2 separate regions of the Triticum aestivum genome follow, and region 2 is linked to region 1. A link is a contact called in public Hi-C data. All regions are on one chromosome and are shown on one strand. Each heading gives the region's core, a stretch centred on a gene start, on an enhancer-like site or on the middle of the called end of the contact. The rest is flanking DNA. Distances are from core to core; before and after follow the strand shown.

Region 1 (5,808 bases), core at 1,286-3,785:
TAAAGAGTAGGATCATACTTTTCAATCAAAGAAGCAATTTCATAAGCACCCTTAAAAGCAACAAATTCTTCAATTTGTTGAACATCATAGTAATTATAAACACCCTTAGCATACGAAGATACGATTCCATCATCACTAAACTCACATTGGTAAGGAAGGTGTATCTTAGGGTCTTCAGAACAATAAGTAAAATCATATAATTCACATAAATTCCAAGCATAACATTGCATAGTATTAATTTGATGCAGTAGAAGTTTTTGTTTTTGAGATAAACGGTGTCACACAAAACAAGCATGCTCATCTAATGATTTTCCCTCAACTAAGCTAGTTGGGTTTTTAGCACGAGCACATAGGGATCGAAGATGATCTAAGTAAAAAGCTTTAGCAGTATGATAGATATTGGGTGGTTCTTCAACTATAGGTTTAGTAGGTACAACTAATTTATTTGGTATTTGCGTTTCCTACCCATAACTAAAGATAGAAAACAAAAGCACAAAATAAAACTACTTAGTGATAAAGCAAACAAGCACACACGAGAATATTCACCCCAGGCTATTGCTCCCCGGCAATGGCGCCAGAAAAATGTCATGATAACCCACAAGTATAGGGGATCGTTTGTAGCCTTCTTCGATAAATAAGAGTGTCGAACCCAACGAGGAGCTAAAGATAGAACAAATATTTCCTCAAGTTCTATCGACCACCGATACAACTCTACGCACACTTGACGTTTGCTTTACCTAGAACAAGTATGGAACTATTTTGCAAGAATAAAACTACGAGTACTTTGCAAGAATAAAACTATGAATAAATTGCAAGGTAATAAAAGTGGATAGCTTTTGTCAACAAGAAAGTCATTTGTCCCTAGGTAATCGATAACAAGTACCGGTAATCATTCTTGCAATTCTATATGAGGGAGAGGCATGAGCTAACATACTTTCTCAACTTGGATCATATGCACTTATGATTGGAACTCTAGCAAGCATCCGCAACTACTAAAGATCATTAAGGTCGTGAAACCCAACCATAGCATTAAGTATCAAGTCCTCTTTATCCCATACGCAACAACCCACTTACTCGGTTTTAAGCTTATGTCACTCTCGCAACCCACCATAAGCGAATCATGAACGTATTGCAACACCCTACAGCGGGGACACCTCATGTTTGCGCGAGACGGAGGACACCGTAAGACAACACCATAAATAAAATATACAATCATAGCAACCAAGATCACGATTAACCCACATGACAAAACAGATCTACTCAAACATCATAGGATAACCATAGATCATTGGGAAATAATATATGGAGTTCACCACCATGTTTAAGTAGAGATTACATCGGATAGAAGGGGTGTTACACCGCTGCATAGAGGGGGAGAGAGTTGGTGTTGACGGTAGCAAGATTGTTGATGCAGATCGTTGTCACGATCCTAGCCCCGGCGGCACTCCGGCGCCACCGGGAGAGAGGGGGAGAGAGCCCCCCTCCTTCTTCTTCCTTGGCCTCCCCCTAGATGGGAGGAGAGTTCCCCCTCTGGTCCATGGCCTCCATGGCGGCGGAGGGGCGGGAGCCCCTCCGAGATTGGATCTCCCTCTCTGTTCTCTTCTGTTTCGCGTTCCCCAGATTGGCCCTCACGTTTCTTAAATTCCCGGAGATCCGTAACTCCGATTGCGCTGAAATTTTACACGATTTTTTCCATAAATTATCTTTCTTGCGCTAGAAGTAGGGCCCCAACCGACCTTACGAGGTGGCAAAGACACCTGGGGCATGGGCCCTGGCGCCCTGGGGTTGTGGGGCTCGTGGGCCCCGTTTGCGTTGATTCCACCTCCAAAAATCACATATATTCCAAAATAATCTCCGTAAATTTTTATCGCGTTTGGACTTCGTTGATATGGATTTTCTGCGAAACAAAAACATGCAAAAAACAGGAACTGACACTGGGCATTGGATCTATAGGTTAGTCCAATAAATCATATAGAAAGTTGCCAAAAATATGTGAAAGTTCTATAACATTGGCATGAGACAATAAAAAATTATAGATATGACGGAGACGTATCATGCACGGGGAGAGAGGGGGCTGCGGGTGGGGTGCGTTCACCGACGAGGCAGGGGAGGCTTATATAGCGGCCCGGGGGGGGGTGTGTCGTGTGTACGCGTGATGGGAGGGGGCGCGTCGCCTCACCGCGCCGCCCGTGAGGAATCAATGGAAGGCTGACCGGCGACAGTCTTAGCATTGATTCCCCGCGGGAAACCGAGGCGATGAGGACGACGAGGCGCGGGGGTCGCTGACTCAGCGGGCCCGCCGTTCTTTCGCGCCAAAAAACGACTACCCGGCGCGCTGCCTGTGTCCGTCGGCGCTAATTTCGGTTCTAACCGGCAAAAATTGGGCTTCTGAGATGTGATTGGACCGACTTTTGGGCGCCCGCGCTAAAAAAAATGACCTTGGGATGTTGGGGTGTGGCTGCAGATGCTCTCACGTATTCTCTCTCTTCGAAACTACGCCACAAAGCCTATGCTACAGTACTCGTAGCTGTAGCCAAACATTTTACCACTCGCCCACTGGTACTGCATAGGAGCCGCCGGGCCCCGCTCGCCCGCCGCTACATTTTCTGCTCTCTTCTGGATAAAGGAAGGCTAAGCCCCACCTCTTTCGCTTCCATTTTCCACCCCCACACAATAAATATACTTGGTCACTTATATCTCTATAAAGTTGCGCTCGTGTTTCCCCTAAAAAAAAAGTTGCGCTCGTGCTCGATTCCGAGGAACGGCCGTTGCTGGTGGTAAGGCGATCTCCGGTCTCCCCCCGATTTAACCCTTATTTTGATGTGATCCGTGGTCTGATCGCCGTGATTCTTTTCCCGTTTTTGCTGGCTATTTCCGGGATTTCCTGTTCGTTTTCTGATTTCTCTTCGCGTTGGTTCGTACATCTTTGGGGATTTTGGTCTCGTCGGGTGATTGTTTCTGGCTCGAGCATCGATTTTGGTCGGTTCTTGCTTGTTGCTTGCGTGTAGAAATGGACTTTGATTCGTTACTTACTTTGGATTAGTGCGGTTATTTTACGAGTCAATTGTGGCGCAAAATTGACAAATATACTCCACTATAAGAAAGGGAAAAAAAATCTCCAGTGGCTTGTATAATTGATTGGTCAACTTCAATGTTTTTTCTTCTATTTTGTCTACGCAGGCGCCAAGACTTACCTTCTGATATGATCTTCTGTAAGGAGTTATCCTGCTAATATGGGTGTTGGATTGTGCGCGTACTGCAATTAACATGGAAATTACAGTAATGATAAATATTTACGGATTTCTAATGCTGCTGTGGCAATCAGCACTGATTAATTATGCTGGAAGCTTCAAGAAAACGATGAAGATTATGTTAACTCCACTGTGCTAGATTAATTTACAGAGCTGATTGTAAAATCTATAAACATACTGTACTAGATTAATTTTCTTACTAGCATTTCACTGCTATTATTTCTTAGAAGGTGCAGAAATAATTTCCCATTTGATTTTCCATTTAGGCGGTCTCCCATTCTGATCAAACTTCCTTATTAATCATTTTAGCTTTTATTATGTAGGCACATTGATGGCAATGGAGGGACCAATTCTTTGTCGCCCTATAATGCAAGCAAGGCTTCCTGCTGCCCTTGTCAACAACTCATTGATCAAATCTGGGCAGCTTGGCACTGCATTCTTGGGTGCTGTGTCTAAATACCGCAACATTACTAGACTAGTTTCTCCAATCTCTCAGTCATCTTCAAAGAACTTTGGTCCTATTTGTCATAGCTTCAGCTCCTCATCTGATGGTAATGGATACATGGCTGGAAACTTCAATGAAAATGATGAAGATTATGTTAATTCCACTGTGCTTGAAGCTGGTAATCTCTTCGTGCCATGGTGGTTTGAATATTTTTCTGTATCATATATGTTCAAGAATTACATCAGCTTAAATTTGTTTGCACTTAGATTACTTTTTTTATCTCACTAATTATGCAAGGTTTGTAAGTTCTCTGGTGCATCACTAGAGCATTACTGGTGTTAAATTTTAAGTATTATTCTTATTATTACAAGTTCCATTTCCGTGCTCATTTTTTTCCTTATTAATGGCACCATACATGATTTGTATACTCAAACTTAGGGAAAAGGACATTGTGTAGAAAGGAGGGTTCTCCACTTGAGCTCCCACGTTGGATTGTGGCATTGTCTCAGGGATAGTTTTGCTAGTATTGATCTAAAGCAAAGGTAGATATAGTGGAGAAAAGGAAGTCCTTGAGGGCTCCGGAGTTTGACCTTTAAGCACATGGAGCAAAAGACTCAGCTTAGCAATCTCATTCTCCTTTTGATAGTATGGGCATACTTATGGACACAATGTGATTTTGGATCACTAAAATATAGAATTAAGTCCTTGCTTCAGCAAGTCTTCGCGCAAATTTGTGTGGGTCACCTTTCATCTCCTTTGTTGCAACCTAATGGAACTTTCTTGAGATAAGCTAGTTAAGGCATTAGTTCTTTGAGATATTTGGCATTAATTACCAAAATCCACCAAGGGCATTAGTTGCACTTTCAGTTGACGGTGAGGAGGAGCGTTGCCGCTAGACCCCTTACCGGCCAAACAATGGTCCCAACCACCGCCTCCCCGAGGATGATGACGATGAGTCTGGCGCCTCCTTGGATGATGAAGACGAGTCTGACGCTTCCTCGGATGATGACGGCCACGACTATGTAGCGCCGTCTATGATGAGCGGGTAGCAGGACTGCAGGTGCAGGCGGTAGCCGTGGTCCCCCCCCCCCCCCCCCCCCCCCCCCCCGCCGCCCGCGTCTAATTTGGTGTTTGGTGTCACGTCCCTTCGCGGCACATCGTTGTTTGTGGCACCCTAGTCGGCGCGGGTGCCTACCTCCCTTAGTGCGCAGGCTACCTCGCTACGTAGGGCCGTGATCACCTCCTCACCGACCTCACCTCCACCCTCTCTTTATCTGAGGACAAAGTAGGGGAGGACTCTACGGGATGGAGATCTGCCCTCCTTCGTCGCCCCGCTTGCCTGGCGTGGTGTCCTACTTCCGCTTGCCTGTCCCCGGGTCACCGACACTGGTCCTTGTGAATCTCCGCGCGCCCTGGAGCTGGTCATGGTCTACCTCGCCACCTCCGTGGCTCGCCGCACTCCTCACCAGCCTCCCGTCAGAGCGACTGGCTGGTGCGCTCCAGGGCGGGAGCGGAGGTAACGGAGCCCACCGCCGCTCAGCGTGCGGAGCAGCATATTGCGGCACTCAACCTGGATCCAGCAGTGACAGCTGCTCTGTAGGCGGGGGGACAGGGACCGGCTAGGTGGCCTGCTGGATGGTCTTCAGATGGTCGGCCGTCAGCTCTCTGCATCCCCTAGCAACTGACACCTTTTCCCAGAGGTGTCTTCTATCGCTTTGGTGTTTCGCTTTTGGCATGTTTGTGTTGTTGCCCTAGCAGAATTATTATTTACTTTCCTCATACATGGATAACTTGCTGTATGGACTTGGTTGGTGCTTTATCTATAAACGGGGCAAAAGCCTAATTTCGAGATATTTAGGGAAGTAGAAGCAATTGTGCAGGGAGTAATAGGATACATCATATTTGTATCACATGATAATGCTGGAAATATATTCCCAGATTTAGTTACACTTACAGAATAATGAACAGATAGCTGCCCATCGACTAACTAATTTTTTAACAGCAATATATTGGATGTGTTTGTTCTTCAGTAATTGTTAGTGAAGCATGTCTTTTGTGTTTTATTTTCCAGTTGAGGTCAGAAGTGGATCAGAAGGATATATAGTAAAGATG
Region 2 (6,643 bases), core at 10-2,509, 680 kb before region 1:
TCCACGACGCTCCCGCTACGACTACGGGCGGATGTCAGCTAGTCGGCTGCTATTCTCTCCAGTCTGACCGTCTACAACGCTCCTGTTGTTCGCAACGCTACCACTACGACTGCGGGGGGATGTTAGAGATACATTTGGTAATTAGAGATTGTCCGAGATTAGATAGGAATTGTTTCCATCTTATCTCTAGGAAGCGTCTTGCCCTCCAAGTCTTGTACCCAATATATACTCGCCCTCGAGGCTCAATAATATCATCCAACGCATTTCATCGATTCCACCAATCCATCTCTATCCCTTCTAACATTGAGCACCATTGGCGACTTCATAGCACTTGATTCTTGTGTTTTTATCATGTTTATTTGAATTCTTAGTTCATTTGGACCGTATGTTGTGTTAGAATTTGGATGGTTAAGTTTGAGAATATAAAATTTGATGTGTATTTGACTTCTGAGGTATAGAATTAACATGTTGTGATCAGTTTGGAAACGGTTGGATGAACTGGCAAAAGAAAATTTTGAAGGGATTAAGTTCTAGGCAATCTACTCGATGAAGAAAAGTTTATAATCCCCTTAAAATCATAAATTTTGGGGATAGGAGGTACGTTTTGGCATTATAGGTCAGGGGGATCTGCTAGAGATGCTCTAACCCAATCACCGTATAAAATTGAACACAAGCCTGTTGCGGGCAAGCAGTAGCCTGGGGAATTAAAAAATCGAAGCAAAATGCAAATGATTCATCATAATCACGATAAGAGAAGAGAGGAACCTACCTCTCTTGGCCAGCGGTATCCCAGATCTGCGCCTTGACGACCTTATCGTCGACCCTAATGCTCCTGGTGGCGAACTCGACCCCGATTGTGGACTTTGACTCCAGGCTGAACTCGTTGCGCGTGAACCGGGTGAGGAGGTTGGATTTCCCGACGCCCGAGTCGCCGATGAGCACCACCTTGAAGAGGTAGTCGTAGTCGTCGTCCGCCCGGTACGCCATTCTTTGGTTTCGCCGCGGTGGTCACGGGCCAGGCCCTCGTACGTTCGTCCTCCCCTTCGTCCTCGCAGAATCGGTCAAGCCACCCGCTCTTCCCGCGGATGGCAGCTCGGAGGTGGCTTCTGGGGCCGTCGGCGGCGGCGCGCGCTTATCGGAGTTACAGCAACGGGATGGGGTGGTGGGAGGAGGAGGAGGCGCCGCGGAGAACGTTCTTGGAATGGCAAGGGGCAGGAAGGACTGCTCGGACGAGCGAGAGAACGAGCGTTGCTGACACGTCATCACGTGTGGAGCTTCACAAGGCGGACGCAGCTGGACGGCGCGGCGGGGCGTGCATGCTCCGCGGATCACAAATTTTCGTATAAAAGTAGGTAACTGCAACGCGGCATATACCTATTTTAATAGTTTAACATCAAAATCAATTTTATTTTTTTGTCTTCTTCACCACTGTCTTCATTTCTCCGCCTCCCCAATTGAAGCCCGCCACCTCTATCAACGATGCATCCGGCTCACAATCCCTCCCTCCACCCCCACTCAAACCCATACTTAAATTTTTAGGAAGGATAATGTCTCATATTTGGCCTCTATCATGGCATCCAATCAACTCATCTCCCCGGCGTATTATCAAGAGATTATAGTGTATTATATTTGCCACCACAATAGATGAAAATAATGTCATGGAAATCGATCAATCACATTCACATGACAAATCGATCAATCACAGTCACATAACAAACCATGTACATTTAACTTCTCATTATATTAATTCACTTACGGTAGGAGGTTCTTCTACTATTCAGGTTAAAAAATAGCTTTTAAGCCATTTAATCAAGTAAGAATAAATTGAACGTCGTTCCTTTTTAGCAGAAAGGTATTCGACGTTGTGAGAACCAGTAACAAGGACCTTTATCCTTTATATTAACTAAGATCTACTCCATGAGCGCTTAAGATATTCAAATACAATGTTGTGACATCGCCTTCAGCTTCAGCTAATTATCATAGTCTTTTAGTATACCTTATTCAAAATTATCATTCAATGGAATCATATTTCATAATATTATGCAATGAAACAATGAAAAAAAATTACTAAATAAATTGAACAGAGATTGTTAAAATTATTTTCATGAACCAAATAAATGCATACTCATATTACAGTACAAGGAATTTCTGAATTAAACTTTTTTTACAGATTTACGAGTACACTAAAAAGTTCCCCCTGATCACAAAGCCGTCATACGTGCCAACCAAGTTCTTCCACTTTCGGACTCGCTGCCGATAATGCAAAGGTTATCCCTCTTCATATTTCATAAACATAATTACGTAGAGATCATGTTTAGCTTCTTCAAATGATTGCATTAATTAGAACGAGATTGTTTGAAGAAATGTCTAAGTTTGGATTTAACCATGCTACGAATGAATTAAATTTCTCTCTCTAATACGCATGAATCATACATACATATGTTTCCCAATTAAAAAACACACAAAAAATGTTTTTCTTGTTACCGGAGGTGAATCCTTGTTTCCTGTTGATTGCCACCCCAGAGGAGTTCCATACAATTGCAGGAAAACAACGTGAGATTCTTGACTGAAACTTACGATCGAGTTGTGGTTTAAATCTACCAAGAGTTTATATGGCACGTTCCCTGCTGCAGAAAATACAAGGCCGATGCTAGGCGTAAGCCGACTAATAGCTCGTACCTATAAGCCGCCTTCATAATCGTTCGATCGTGCATATCATAGCCGTTCGCTTCGATGTCTCGTGGATCGCAAATCCCCTTCCACGCACACTTTCCTCCGCAGGCATCACCATGCAGCGCCCCAAAGGTTGCGCTCCAGGCATGCCTACCAGCACGGCGGCGCACCGGCGATGCCCTCCGCGGCCCTGCCTTGCAGCATGCACTCGACGACGCCTAGCAACACTTGCATCACCGCCGAAGCTGTTTCACCGTAGCACCAGCGACAGCTGCATCGCAGCGCCGGAAGCCACCGGGTGCTGCTCCACGACAGCACCGACGACGACCCGACGAAGCTCCATTGCAGCTCCGGTGCTCCATTGCAACTCCGGCGGCGCTCCACTACAGCCCCCACGGCGCTCCACTGCAAGCTTCAAACGACTTCGGCGGTGCTCCATTGCAACTCCGGCGACGCTCCACTGCAGCCCCCACGGCGCTCCATTACAAGCTTCAAACGCCTCTGGCGGTGCTCCATTGCAACTCTGGCGGCGCTCCACTGCAGCCCCCACGGCACTCCATTGCAGGCTTCAACGCGTCTGGCGGTGCTCCATTGCCGCCGAGGGTGGGATCCTTCGGTACGAGTTGCAGTGCTATGGTCACCACGGGGAGCGACATTGCATTGCAGGTTGCAGTATCTTCCGTCGTCGCGTGAGGTTAGCGCCGTGGTGTCCACCATGAGCGATACTGCGATGCAACAGCTCCCGTCGTCGGCGAGTCTAGCACCATGGTCACCACCATTACGACGCTGCGTTGGAGCATTTGCCGCCGGCGAGATATGCGGGTGTCGCTTGTGCTCCACTGCAGCTCGGCCGCCGTGGCGAGATCCACGGGGATGCAACCCCTGGTTTTGCAGCGCCAGCGGACGGGGTGAGAAGCAGCGCCGGTGCCGCCGGGATGAGAAGCAACGGTGGCCCTGGCTTTGCAGCGACGGTGATTGGGATGTGAAAAGTACCATCCTTACTGGTGGTCGTGAGTCTTGCTGCAACGCGCAAGGAGCGGCCTTGCGGGACGGTGGAGGAGCATGCAGCGGAGCTCCTCGCAAGGCCATGCGGAGCAGCATGCAGCGGAAAGCAAAGGAGCTGGGATGCGTAGCGAGGAAGCAGAGGAGCTGGGATGGAAAAAGAATGGGTGGTGGAGCAGGGCTCATCTTTGGATAAGGGTAGGTGGCGGACGCTCGGGCGGGGGCACGTGGCAAGCGATGAAGGCGACTTACGCGCACGCAAAATCAGTCGGTGGGAAAGAAGAGATTTCCAAATACAAAGCATATCGATTAACTTTCTATTGATCGTGGCGCAATGCAACGGTTCCATAATCCCAGTGTTAGGAGGGAGATCGGGGGCAGTCGGAGAAGATTCCTACTGCATGCTAGAGCTGCACGATTTCCCAGTCCGTGTCCGTGTGAGATCCTAGTAGATATCACCGACCCTGAAGCTTTCATCGCGTCGTGATATTACATCAGAAGCCGAAAACCGAAGACCAGAGCATAAAAACCGAGAACCGAAGACCGAAGCCGAAAAAACCAAAAACCGAGAACCAAAGACCGGAGCCGAAAAACCGAGGACCGAAACTTCGGTTGTTCGCTCGGTCACAGAACATCAGAAACTGATATTACATCGGTGGATTCGGTTGTTCAATCCTGTTGACCAAATCTCCCGAATTAACCGAACACATGCAGCCCTGCGTCGTGCATATTAGGGCCATCGTACTAAGCCCACTAGAAAAAGCCCAATAACTACTGAACGTCGTATCCTCGATTCGCTAGATGCTTCGCCCTAGATCCCTCATTACATCACATAGCGGCGCCACCTCCTTTTTTCCCTTCTCGCGCAATACCAGTGGCCGCCGGCTGCGTGCTTGCATTTAGGCCACTACTAGGCGCCGGTGCGCCGGCCCAACTTTGGGCCGGTCGTACCAGCAGCGTCCGATTAAACAACCCATAGCCGTACGGTTCTCTCCTTTTCTTTCACCAGGCGTCTTCTTCCTTAAAAAAACTTCCAACACGCTGCCATGGATGAGCGATGTGCCCGGCCTGAAAGTACCGCCCCGGTGCGCTCGCCTGTAGCCGCCCTCCCCGCCGGTCGTCGTCGTCACCGCCGGCCGCAGTTGTTTCCGCCGGCCGCCGTCATGGTGGAAGCAAAAAAGAAAAGCTGGATCCAGCTAAAACAGAACATGGTGGAAGCAAAATTTGAAGTTGTTTCCAGTAAAAAATTATGGTGGTAGCAAAATAATTTGCTGGATCCAAACTTCTGATGATGCATGTGCTAGCAGTCAGGGTGGCTGGCTACATCATCTCTGCGTCTCCAGCTCGCCGGGTTCGAGTGCCAAGCAGCAAAAAATCTGGAAGCAACAAAAATCTTCCAGCAAAAAACTTCACCCCAGGTCGAAGTCCGGTGGTCGGTTGAAGCAAAATCAAAAATGCTTCTAGCAAAAACAAACTTAGGTGCCAACAAAAATGACATGAGCATTTGAGAGCTCTGCAACCGATGAAGCAAAAAATTATCTTGGTTCCAGCAAAAAAATACACCGGTTCCAGCAAAAACAAAAAATTGGTTCAGCAAAAAATGCATCAGCAAAAAATTGCCACCCTCTCTTGCAGCTCCCCCAGCAGCCGGTTGCAGCTCCGGCATGCATGATTGCAGCTCCCGATGTTCGAACGGCGTTGGATACAACACTCCTTGCTGCTCGATGTAGCTTCCCCGGCGAGGCACCGACCTTGTAGCACATACACCAGCTAGTTGCAGCAGACAGGGGCACCAGTTCCAGCAAAAAACAAAGATGTTCAAAAAAACGAATGAGGATGTAGCAAAAAACAAAGGGGTTGTAGCAAAACAAAATGGTGGATCCAGCAAAAAAATATCGGTTCCAGCAAAGCCCCTCGGTTCCAGCACAAACTCGCCGCCGTCGCCGTGGCCGGGTGCAGCTTGGCCATGGCGACCGAAGCACCTGGCTGCGACGGCTATGGAGAGGGCGCGTGTCCAGCTGCCGGCGGAGGCAGACAAGGTGACGAGCATCACAGCCGTGGAGAGGTAGGAGCCGTACGAGCACCATGGAAGGAGCTGCTCGCCGGGGGATGGTCGTGCCATGACTGACGAGATTGGGATTGGGAAGAGAGAGACTTGAGGGGAACGAATGGCTGTAGTGTGTTCTGAAGAGATAATACGAAGAGGTAGGCGGTGGGTGGTCCCAGATGCTCACCTAGTCACGTGGAGAGGAAAACTAAAGCGAGCTACGCGGCGCGACCGGCCGAAGCTTCGGCCGGCGCGCTGTCTCCAAACGTTTTCCTTGCATCTATGCGTCTTGCGTGGTGGCTGCAGCCTGCGACTATGCACACATGCGTCCTACACGGTGGCTGCCGGCGGCGCTCATGGCTCCCTCGCGACGGGTAATGGCCGACGACGTCCATCCCTTCGACGCGTTCGTAGGCTCGCGGGTAGTACCGATTCATGGCCGGCTGCCTGCTTCCGACAATGCATCAGCCCATGTATGTTACAGATGTTTCAATTAATTCATGTTCGGTCGTTCACTTTTTCTTGACAAAGATTGGAGCTCCGATTTCTTCCTCCCAGTCAAACTATCGGGTCTCTTACCGAACCGATTTTCTGGTTGACCGAAGTATCGGTCATTAATTTCTTCCAAGACCGATCGGTTAGGAAAAGCATAGAACCGAAATTCAAAATAACCCGATGCACTGAACCAATTTGTTCGGTCTAACCGAATGCCCAGGCCTACCTCAGACTACCGGTCATGGGTGACCTCCAGGATGAAGGCACCGGCCATTAATTCACAATTTGATCCAAAACTTGTTAGTTCCTCCATGCGAAAGCACCAACCACAAAAATAGAACAAAGATAACTTGCGGTACAAAGGAAGCACTCAACCACTCACCAAACCCAGCAGGATTCGACTGAATTCTTCATAATGGCAGCCTT

The links. Hi-C and Micro-C count contacts between places; a contact is called where the count stands out from the background.
Region 2: a Hi-C map of leaf shows a contact between it and region 1, with 4 times the contacts expected there. The contact joins the promoter of LOC123165079 here to the promoter of LOC123164920 in region 1. A contact is called at or near these places in 2 of 5 Hi-C or Micro-C datasets (both in leaf).

What each region holds. Positions count from the first base shown.
Region 1 is chr7D:328,488,469-328,494,276 of IWGSC CS RefSeq v2.1, reverse strand. It overlaps LOC123164920 (bifunctional nuclease 2), which reads left to right and starts at 2,535. Exons shown (of 10, transcript XM_044582529.1): 1 at 2,535-2,777; 2 at 3,575-3,874; 3 at 5,768-5,808. The coding sequence starts at 3,583.
Region 2 is chr7D:329,168,549-329,175,191 of IWGSC CS RefSeq v2.1, reverse strand. It overlaps LOC123165079 (ras-related protein RABA1f), which reads right to left and starts at 1,259. Exons shown (of 2, transcript XM_044582706.1): 1 at 770-1,259. The coding sequence starts at 987.